2 separate regions of the Mus musculus genome follow, and region 2 is linked to region 1. The links are chromatin contacts, called in public promoter capture Hi-C maps. All regions are on one chromosome and are shown on one strand. Each heading gives the region's core, a stretch centred on a gene start, on an enhancer-like site or on the middle of the called end of the contact. The rest is flanking DNA. Distances are from core to core; before and after follow the strand shown.

Region 1 (5,239 bases), core at 740-3,239:
CACTGCTCTCCTCCCTGTTCTACCCATTTCCCTGCTTGTCTTTTCTCTTTCCTCACACATCTTCAGTCCTCGGTATCTAGAATAGCCTTTACTGCTCCTCATCCGCCTCCACAGGCCTGCCATTTCCAGGAAATTACGTCAGGTTCAGTTGACATGGAAATCTTTTGAGGGGGATAAAGTACTCAACTGGGAAGAAAAGCCAAGCCATTTCTTTCTTGGGAGTGGTTGTCCTTAACTGCGGTGATCAGGTCTGAAAGGAGCTAGGTTCTGTGTTGGCTCAGGGTTCTACAGGCTACCCATGGCCAAGATGTGGGGGAACCCCCAGTTAGATCTCGGGATGACTGGAGCAAAAAGGCACTGGTGATGGCTGGCTTTCTCTGCACAGCTGCCCAGGACCTGTGCTGCTGGCCCATCAGAGTTGCTAGGGCAGCTGAGGGCATCCCAGTTGGGAAGCACAGGTGGCTTGGGAGGGATGTGCCCTGGTCAGGGACGGTCACATTGCTGTCTATATCTCTAGTGGTGGCACAAAGGCTGAGGAAGCTAGATTTTCCTGTGAAGGACAGTGAAGAGCCCAGCATCCCTGGGGTTGACAAGAATCTCTTCCTGAGACCCCGAGGGCCTGGAGAGGACACTGGGAAGGTAAGTGCCCTTGGAACTTGGGGCCAGAGCCCTGTCCTTTCTGGGGCTGAGGGTAGCCAGCAGAGCTTGCTGCTGCTATAGGGAGTCACAGCAAAGTGGGCAGAGAAGTAGTTCCCACCACACTTGCCCAGGCGAGATACCTGGCTCTAGAGAAGTGTATTGTAAAGTCTTGCTCTGTTCTCCCTTTGTAGAGAGTGGTGGTCTTTTCCAGATCTGTGACTTGAGGTCTTTTAAATCTTCCACAGTCTGAGATGAGACCCATGTAACACAAGGGTAGACTGGAAGAGCTGGTCAACTTTCTTCCCGGGCTGGTTCTGTTTAGGGAGTTGTCTCCCTTCAGGACGAAGAGTCCATGCCTGATGGTTTCCATGCCCAGTTTGCTTCCTACAACCACATGGAGAAGGGATGCAGAATCCTAGTTCAGCAGTCACCGGGGCCAGTGAGAGAAGGGCGGTTATGATTTAAATTAAATAGGAATGGAGAGCCTGGACTGCCTAGGGCTGACGTCAGGGTAGATACAGTAACTGCAAGAGGCTGGTGCTCTCATAGCCACTCCAGCAGATTTTATGCTTAAACCACTGACAGACAAAAGGGGCTGTCTTTAAATTACCGGGCTCTTCACTTGATGTCAATGGAGGCCACGCAATGTCTCCTGTTCTGAACACTTTTCTTTCTGTGGCCAAGCCCACTCTTGTTCCCTGCCTGAGTTGCCAGCTGCCTCAGTTCAGGCAGTCCCAGGGGTGCTGTGTGGTGGGAGGAAGTGTTGCTTCCAAAGTCTCAGCAGCCTAGGCCTGGCAGACACCGAGATGCCAGCCCTTCATGTTCCTTCGACTGCTTTGTACAATTTCACTGAAAGAGACGTGGCCGGAGCTGTAAGAGCTGGGATTCTTCGGGGCCTGAGCCACACCTTTCTTAAATGATAATGGAGTTGTTCTGTTTTTCAACATTCTTAGGGCCATTTAGCTTAGCCCTGACCACTTCAGTGGTCATCTGTCCCCTGCCACAGCTGACTAGGTCAGCTCTGAAGAACTCTGTCCAGCTGAGGACAGCATTAGTGGTCATTTCTTGAGCTTGCTTTACTGCCATACCTCGTCAAGCATTTACCCACACACCTTTGCAGTACATGTTTACCTTGGACACATTTCAGGTGGTTGGGTACCCTTCCCCAGAAGCCAGCTGTGCTATTTCTCTGAGGCTGCAGTTCATTTGATCCACAAAACCCCCTTCTCTGTGAGTCAGGGTGCCTGCCTTGCTTTTGTTTCACAAATGCTCTGGGGTTGAAATGGAAAGGACTTTTGCTGTTGCTGGGCAGTGTTTCATGTCAGGGGCCTATAGCCAAGTGAGTGAGCCAGGAAGTCATCCAGTTGCAAACCAGAAGTTGTTCTTAACCCTTTTCTGTGGTGTGTGGCCAGCTCACTGATTTGCCCTCATACGGAGAACTTTGGGAACCTATTTCTTGACTGGTCTCAAAGCCCTAAGGGAATCATTTGACGTCTTAAGGCTGTGCTTGCTGCTTCGTCCAAGAAGGCAGCCCAGGCTTCCTCCTGGTGAAAGGTGGGTGTTGTTGCTTCAGTGCCATGGAGAGAGAGGCTCTTGAAGTCTGCATGGTCTTTGTGCTTGATGAATCATGTTCTCAAATGCAAGACCTGCTAGGGAACAGCCTGGACCACGGGCACGGGTCACACTGCTACCTCTAGGGTGGCACAGCCACGCTCTCCAGGGTAGAGGTTGCCCTCTGACCACAGCTGCTGGCAAGGCTGTCAGGCAAGAGTTAACAGTGGATTTGTTTATTGAATCATGAAGTAGCTGTCATGTGATTTTAATCAAAACACGATTTCCCTGACAACAGTGACGTCAGTCTTGTTGTTGCAGGAAGGAGCAGCTGTGAGGGACATTCAGTCTCCCTGAGCCCAGGTTTGGAGACTCAAACCAAGCGCAACATCCATAAATCCTGGGTGCAGACGCTGGCTTGACAATCCACACTCTTCTTCCTCTTCTATCTCCCTGGACAGTCTGTCCTGGACAGACACAGTCCCTGCATGGAGTCTCAGCTAAGAGCTCCCTGCCCCTGGCTCCCCCACCCTCGCTTCTACAGATGCTTTTTATTGCTCTTTTCCCTTTCTGCCACTTAATTTCTGGGCCCCTAAGGTCTCTGGTCTGTGTCTTCTGGCATTTGTCTCCTCTGGGATCTAAGCCAGCACTTGCTGGTGACCTGAGATGTTCTGGTAGGCAGTTGGTTTATTCCTCAGACTAAGAGGTACCAGGGCTGCCAGAAGATGTGAAGGGCAACTCTGAGGAGCCTAGCTCTGGGTGCTTGAAGGGTAGGGCTTTAAGAGCCTAACTGCCTGGCCAGAGGATGTCTTGAACCCTAAAAGACTAGAATCCAGGAGTCCCCAGTCCAGTCAGAGGACTGCTGCACATGATGTGTGATCGTCTCCAGAGCACTCCAGCTAAGGGAGTTGTGTCCCACAGGCTACTGAGAGGTCAGAAGCAGGGACAGAAGTAAAGGGATCACAGCCCAGCTAGAGCAGGTCCCTCCCTAGGCTCTGGTCTCCTGTGGTTCCCTGAGGACTGAGACCTGTCTGTGCAGAAAGACTCCCCCAGGCCCTCTACACCCATGAGTTTAATTACTTCAAAGATGGGGAGGAAAAAGCTGCCTAGATAGGCCTTGTTACTGTGACAAAAAAATCTGACCAAAGCCACCTGGCTCACAGCTTGAGGGGACAGTCCATGGTGGATAGTCACACTGTGTCTGGTCAGATCAGATGAATGCTGATCGTCTACTTGGCTTTCTTTTCTCATTTTCTTTATCTAAGACACCTACCTATGGTGTGGCCACCCACCTTCAGGATGCTTCCTCCATACTTAAACACTTCTGGAAACTTCCTCACAGACAGATGCAGAGTATTTCCCCCATGATTCCAAATCCAGTCAAGGAGACAGTGAAGATGAACCCTCAGATTCTTAGGGCTGGACTTAAGTTGTGGCACTCATGACCAGTGTTACCCAGAACTCACTGCCAAAAATTCAGAGATCTCAGGACTGAGTTACCAGTGAGGGTAATCACCTTTCAGTTAGTGAGAAGAGACTTCACAGGCACCTGCATAGCCATTTCCTAGCCTAGTGTCAGACAGAGTAGTGGCAAGTGGTCAAGGGGAGTTGGTCCAATCATAATGTTTCCATGTTAAAGGGAGGTGCTGAGTCAGGCTGCTCCCATCACGGGTGGGGACAGTGAGCCCTTAGAGTGACCTGCATAGGTTAGTGGCAGGTCTAGGGACTAAGGATTGAGTTCAGATTTGTTGCTGCCTCCTGTGCTATCTGACAGGACGGAGTGGTACTACTCACCTGTAGTGCCTGTCTAGCTACCCACTGGTTTGGACTGGGGAGCCAGCCTCTCTCTTCATTTCCTGGTACCCTTCTGACTGCCTGCCTGCCCTTTGGCCTTCACTTTGATGAGTAAACTTCTGGGTTTCTGTGGTGACTTGTAGTTCCAGTGGGTCTCAGGTGAGGCACAGGCAATGAGCTGGGTCCCTTGCATGGTGTGCTTTGCCATCCTCATAGCTCAGCTGAACCCATCCCATCAGCTTGGTGGGGTGTCTTGGGGGTCAGAATTCTCAGGCCCTCTCTTGGGCAGCCAAGGCTTTGTTATTCCATCTTTGAGGAATAAGGAGGAGGAAGACGGAGTAAGAGGCTTTCAAAACTTATCTGTGGAGGGAGTGACTCAGCTCCAGAGGTTCAACACTCAGCTGCCTCATTTTCTCTGGGCTTTGAATCTTCTGACCTTTCTGCCCAGCCAGCTTTGGGGGTTTGGCTCCAGGGTAGTCTGCGCCTCTGCAGTCAGTCGTTACTCACCCACTTAAGTGTTTGCTTGTTTTACCCCCTCACTGCCAGTTCAGATCAGTCTAGCAGTACTTGGGAAATCCCATCAGAAGCACATACAAAGGGAGGGAGCAGGGCTCCCTGGCTCTGTAACCATAGATACAGAGGAATTCAGCCAACAGACTCCTTAGGACAGGGCAAGCTCCCCACTCTGCCTGGCTGACCTCAGGCTCAGGGATCTGTGGTCACGTCTCTGTGCCTGGATTGTGGATAGGTGTGTCACTGATGACAGCTCCACGTTTGATGTGAAGTTCTATCCACTCTGCTACATTCAAGACCCATATTTATTTCCTCTTTCTGGATTCTGCCCAAAAATAATCTATGTATCAAATTCATTGCTCGAGAGCTGTTTAGCCTTTGAAATTCTTGGCTGGAGCCAAAGTGGAAGAGCAGAGCCATGCTTTACTGAGCCCAAGGTGGGACAACTGTGGTCTGTGAGATTTCCTATGTGGCACATAGCCCCAGACACAGCACAGTGCTTGCTCAGGCAAAACAGTTCATAACACTGGAACAATACAGGGAGATTAGCATGGCCCCTACACAAGGATGACATGCAAGTTCATGCAGTGCTCTGCACATCATGGGAGGGCAGAAGGGTAAGAGGGTGGGTATGAGGGGAGAACTGGATATGTAGGTAGGTGTGAAGTCATCAAAATAAAACCCATTATCCTATACACTAAAAAAGTTAAAAAGTATTCATACCAAGATTAAAAAAAATAAC
Region 2 (5,239 bases), core at 1,196-3,695, 420 kb after region 1:
AGTCTAGCCTCCAGAAGGACAAGAGACTGCATGAAGTGAAAGTAGGGTGATCCTGCCAATAGCCAGCAGTACCAGGTACCAGAGAGGTAAGGGAGAGTGCTTCTGGCCATGCACTTCACCTGAGCCCCCAGCTTAATGCAACTGCATGAGTCGCCTCTGGGAGACAGCAAATGAAGCTTCAGATGACCCTGGAAGCTGTAAGAAATGATAAATTATTATACTACTAAGGCCAAGGGGTTTATGAGGCACCAGTGAGTAGCAGATACATAGCCAGAGAAAAGTAGCTCAGGAGATACAATGGCTCCTTCCTACTTTCTACCGATGGGAGATTAGAGTCAGGTTAGTTAGTGTGCTCAGATTTTGAATGTGAAGGCTGAGAAGGGGCGAGGAAGCTCCCCGCGCAGGGAATCTTACGAACTGAGCCCGGAGGAGGAGAAGCTTGGCTTTCCAGCAACGAGCTGAAGGCAACCCGCTCCTTAGCAGCAGGCACTTCCTTTTGTGGCTTCCATACAAATGTACTGTGTGCCCATTGTGCTCTAGGACTGTGGTAATTCCAGAAACACAAAGAAGACATGAGTTTTGTAGTCAGTCAGCATATAGATCCACAGGGACAATAGCTGTACAAATGTGGGTGTAATTAGAGCAGAATTTAGAATAAGAGTTGAGGCCAATGGAACCAGAGCTTCTTGTAGCTACTTCTGGTTAGGCATTATGAATGTATCATTCACTTTTAGTGACAACTTTTATAGGTGTGTTTGTGTTCTCTTCACACTGTGTGCTAAGTGTGCTCACCAAATGCTTACCATTAATCTTTCAGATGATGTTATAATGTGTCCTCTGGTCTATAGATCGACACAGCCTGGGTTCTCATCTAGATCTGTTTCATCACAACTTGGTGTAGATAGAGAAGTGAGGACACAGAGGAGAGTTGGGGTGACTGACTGTCTTGTGAGAATGGGACTTGGTATACCATCATATAGACGGTACCCGAATCTAGTCTGAAAAGATGACAGGAAATCATCAAGCAGGTTGGAGGAGGATGTGCCACTGAAGAGAAAACCAAGGCTGGGGATGTTTGCAACAGTGTGTCTGAGAGGTGGGAAGGCAAACAGGAAGTGCAAAGACAGGGAATGACAACGAGGGAGGAGCTTGAGGAAGACACAGGAGCTCAGTTATAAAGGGATTGGGCTGTGCTAAGGGCTTGGACTTTGTCCACCAATGGGCATTGAGTCTTTAGAGTCTCTGTGGTGTAGCCACGATGAAAGTGCTATTCTAGAACACGGTCTCTGATGGTGAAGCCATGGGTCTGGAGTTGTTGGCAGAGCTAGTGGCAGCTGCTGGAAGTCCAGTGGAGACCTGATGATAAGGGTCTGTCTGGCAGAGTGTCAGGAGGCTGGCAGGTGATACCTCTGTCTGCGTCTGTTTGTCATCCTTCTAGTAGCTGTATGAGGATAGCTGATTCATGCCTCTAGGTGCCGAGAGCTGTTCTGGCCACATGTCCTGGCCACTGTACAGTTCCCAGGGCCTTTTCTCTTTTGCTCACCATTGACTACTTTCACACTGACACTGGTGTATGGAGAGACTACCACATCTCCCCATCCCACACTACAAAATCGAAAGACCCGTACATTCTTCCATGATCTAATTTAATGGTGCACTGTGCAGGGCTGATCCTATGGTCAGTAATTATGTTTCATTGAGGAATGAATGGTGAAACATCCTTATGAGCACTTACTTTATATTTACGAAACCTCACTCTGTGTGGGGAGTCTTCACACTTGGTAACCTAGGCAACCGTAGGGACTACATCATTGAATATGTAGAAGGAATGATTGATTAAAGCTTTCAAAAGCACAGAGGAGGAGTGAAGAGCAAAAGCCATGTTCAAATTCTGAGGGAAAGGAACTTATTATGGAAACACAGATTTACTTTGTAATCACCTGTGTAACTATATGTGGTACAATTTGAAGTCAGTTAAACTGTTGTATCAACTTAGGTTCTATCCAATGGTTGCAACAAACATCTGTAAGAATGTATGTGAAACTGAACTTAGCGGTACAGTGTGGGGAGACTTCCACAGATATCTACTGTATAGTCTTTATACTTCCTACTGTGTATTCTCTTTGGCAGTTACACAATGGGTTGCCTTTGTAATTAAGGCAACTAATTAATATTAAATCAACATTACTATTAATATTAAAATGGATGTCATCTTTATACCTTTATGGTTAATTTCTCATTTGATAAAAAATATGATTCCAAATGTCTTCAATTTCTGAGCCATGAGCTATTTTATGTCCCTTGGAAAGCTCACACGATGACAGAATTCCAATTTTTTGACAGTTTCTTAAAAATTTTATTTTAACAGCTCTGCTGCTTGGCACAAAATTATGTCCAGGCTGTGTCTGTGAGAAAGTGATTGCTGTTGCCTAAGTTACGAAATGAAACATATTTTTATGCTCCTGGCTCTTGGTGTGCCTTTGAAATGCTGCTTGTATTTATGCAGCTAGGTTAGAGCAAGGGGAGCCACTGGGAAGCCTTTTGGCCAGCGAAGAGATTGCAGAACTGCAGCCCCACCAGATGGACCAGCCAGGGTTGTTTTGCTGTAAAACCTGATTATTTTTGCAAGCTGCATGAAAGAATTCTCCACCAGGAAGGATTTTAAATTTCATGACATTTAAAAAGAAAATTCCACAGAACCAATAGAACAGCTGAGAAAATAAGTTCCCTATGAAAGGCTTGCTCTTATTATTATTTAAAAATTTTCTGCAATTGTGCAGGAGCAGGTGGCTGGGTGGGGACCACGGAAAACTCAGGAAGTGTGGTTCAGTTCTCCAAACAGGGCAGGACAGTGGGCTAATTAAAGTCAGACAATAGGCGGTCTGGAAAGCCTTAGAAAATAAAGCGTCCATTCAAATGAAGAGCAACCATAGAATGTGTGTCCCTAAATTCAAACAACGGCATTTTGCGTTTATGAGGCATCCAGTGCTACGAAAATGTTGTTTTATGTTTTTGGGAGGTGGGCAGGCTGGAGAGATGGCTCAGCAGTTAAGAGCACTGACTGCTCTTCCAGAGATACTGAGTTCAATTCCCAGCAACCACATGGTGGCTCACAACCATCTGTCATGGGGTCCAGTGTATTCTTCTGGCATGTGTCTGAAGACAGCTACAGTGTATTCATATAAATAAAAATAAATAAATCTTTAAAAAAGGAAATATTTATTATTATTGCTGTTATTATTATTATTTCTGGGCTCATGAAGGAACTTCCTTAGCGAGGCTGAGGAGCAACCTTCCAACCACCATGCCTTGAGAACAAGGAAAAGGTCTGGGGAAGATATTCTTCGATTAGATGTGAATTCCCTCTATTAAGAACTTGAAAACTAATGGGAAATAAGAAATGGATTGTTTTCTGTGGGAAATTTAGAAAAAAATAGTAAGGTAAAATGAAGTAAATGTATTAAAAATTCAAGCTTTCTCAGTGGCTTTAATAACCAAACAACCATGAGGTGTTTCTCAAAATATAAGAAAAAAATCACAGGGGAAAAATAAAAATATAAGAAAACATAAAACTCCCAAACGGTAGCAAACTATTAAATACACATTAGCATGTGGTGACAGTTCATTGTGCCTTAGGCAAACAAGATAATCTTACTGAAGCCAAAACTATTATAGGATTGGTTCCAACTATGAGAGTCGCAGAGGCGAACAATAAGTTTAATGGTTAATTTTAGGAAATCCATGCCACTCATGAGTATGTCAAAGCATGTCACTGACTTTTTTTTTTTTTTTTTTTTTTTTTTACACTCATGCCTTCAGAGCTTGAGTCACTTTGTCTGAAACTTTACAACCCCTGATTTCAAATGGCATTTTTTTCCTGTTTTTTTTTTTTTTTTTTGAGACAGGGTTTCTCTGTATAGCCCTAGCTCTCCTGGAACTCACTTTGTAGACCAGGCTGGCCTTGAACTCAGAAATCCGCCTGCCTCTGCCTCCCAAGTGCTAGGATTAAAGGCATGCGCCACCACTGCCTGGCTCTCAAATGGCATTTTTACATTGCTATATTCTTAGATCTTAGATCATAGCTGTGAATTTATGTGATCAACTTCACACTTCTAAAACGTGGATAAGCAGCTTCTGAAAATCGCTTTGCATGGCTTCCTCCAGCCACCACTGCTAGTCAGTATAATTACTAAAGTGTGACCAGAGTTAGACTGCAAAGCTTAGAAGCTGTGTGTGTGTGTGTGTGTGTGTGTGTGTGTGTGTGTGTGTGTGTAATTTTGATTAAAATTAGAGTTCCATATTAGAAAAGGATTCCATTTGTCTTTTGCTATTGGCTCTCAGGGAATAAGAGCATTGGTGGTCTTCATCCTCCAATCTCTTCCCATATTTCCATGAGAAAGTACAGTGTAAGGATGCTGCCTTCCTCCCTCTCTAGTTCTATATTTGCTAACACTGCCTTTCAGGCATGGCCAATAGTGGCTGTCACACTCTTCGGGATCCAATGTGATCACACACACAAGGTCTACATAAGACCCACACAGATCTCCCAACATCCTAGACTGTGGAGGAAGGAGCTTACAGGGGTCCCATCTCTTCTTTGAGGACACCTTAGTGAATCTATACAATTAGTAGTTGGTAGGTGAGAAGACGAGATATTTTCTTTGTAGTCTAACCATTGAAAAGGTGCCCAAGTGCCTACGGGCCACCCCTCGCCTATATGCCTGTAGGAAACACTAATGGGACTCATTGAGTCATTCAAAAAGGAAAAGACATGAAAGAAGAAGGAAGACTAATTGGGAAGAGGAGGGAAATAAATGGGAGGGAAAGGGAGACAAGAGAAGAAAATAGGGTGGATATGATCAAAATATATACATGTTTAAAAATGTCACAATGAAACTTATGTTCAATTAATTTATATATGTTAATCAAACATCAAAATACAAGGAATGCTCTTTCATGTGTGCAACCCTGGGAGTAAGATCACATCAAGGGCTGGGTCTCGAGGGAAAGCATGTTCAGTAATCAGAGCTGATCCTGGGAATGCAGTTCATGTTTCTTTGTCTGCTTGAAAAAGTAGGAGTCAGCCACATCAACCCCTCCATTCAGAGTGGTAGCCGCAAGAAGCTGAAGGGGGTAAGCATGCAGAAGAGAACATTAGAGAGAGAAGTGGCTAGTGTGAGCCCTAGGGATTCTGAAGAGAAGGGACGCTTGTGGAGTTTTAAGAGCATGGAAGGGAAGC

What was found. Promoter capture Hi-C pulls out the DNA fragments that hold promoters and counts their contacts.
Region 2: a promoter capture Hi-C map of hippocampal neurons shows a contact between it and region 1, with 1.8 times the contacts expected there. The contact joins two enhancer-like sites. A contact is called at or near these places in 1 of 39 promoter capture datasets (hippocampal neurons) and 1 of 484 Hi-C or Micro-C datasets (spermatogonial stem cells).

Annotation. Positions count from the first base shown.
Region 1 is chr9:50,882,957-50,888,195 of GRCm38.p6, forward strand. It overlaps Gm25558 (a small nuclear RNA gene), which reads left to right and starts at 4,996; the gene lies at 4,996-5,099. It also overlaps a transcript of Ppp2r1b not described here. Within about 2 kb of position 1,990, at least 49 of the 459 cell types and tissues checked have an H3K27ac peak or open chromatin away from gene starts, as enhancers often do. A contact at or near this core is called in hippocampal neurons, where this site is marked.
Region 2 is chr9:51,302,851-51,308,089 of GRCm38.p6, forward strand. All of the region lies in intron 2 of 1810046K07Rik (RIKEN cDNA 1810046K07 gene), which reads right to left. Among named protein-coding and RNA genes, the nearest start is that of Gm39338, 7.6 kb to the right of the region's middle. Within about 2 kb of position 2,446, at least 19 of the 459 cell types and tissues checked have an H3K27ac peak or open chromatin away from gene starts, as enhancers often do. A contact at or near this core is called in hippocampal neurons, where this site is marked.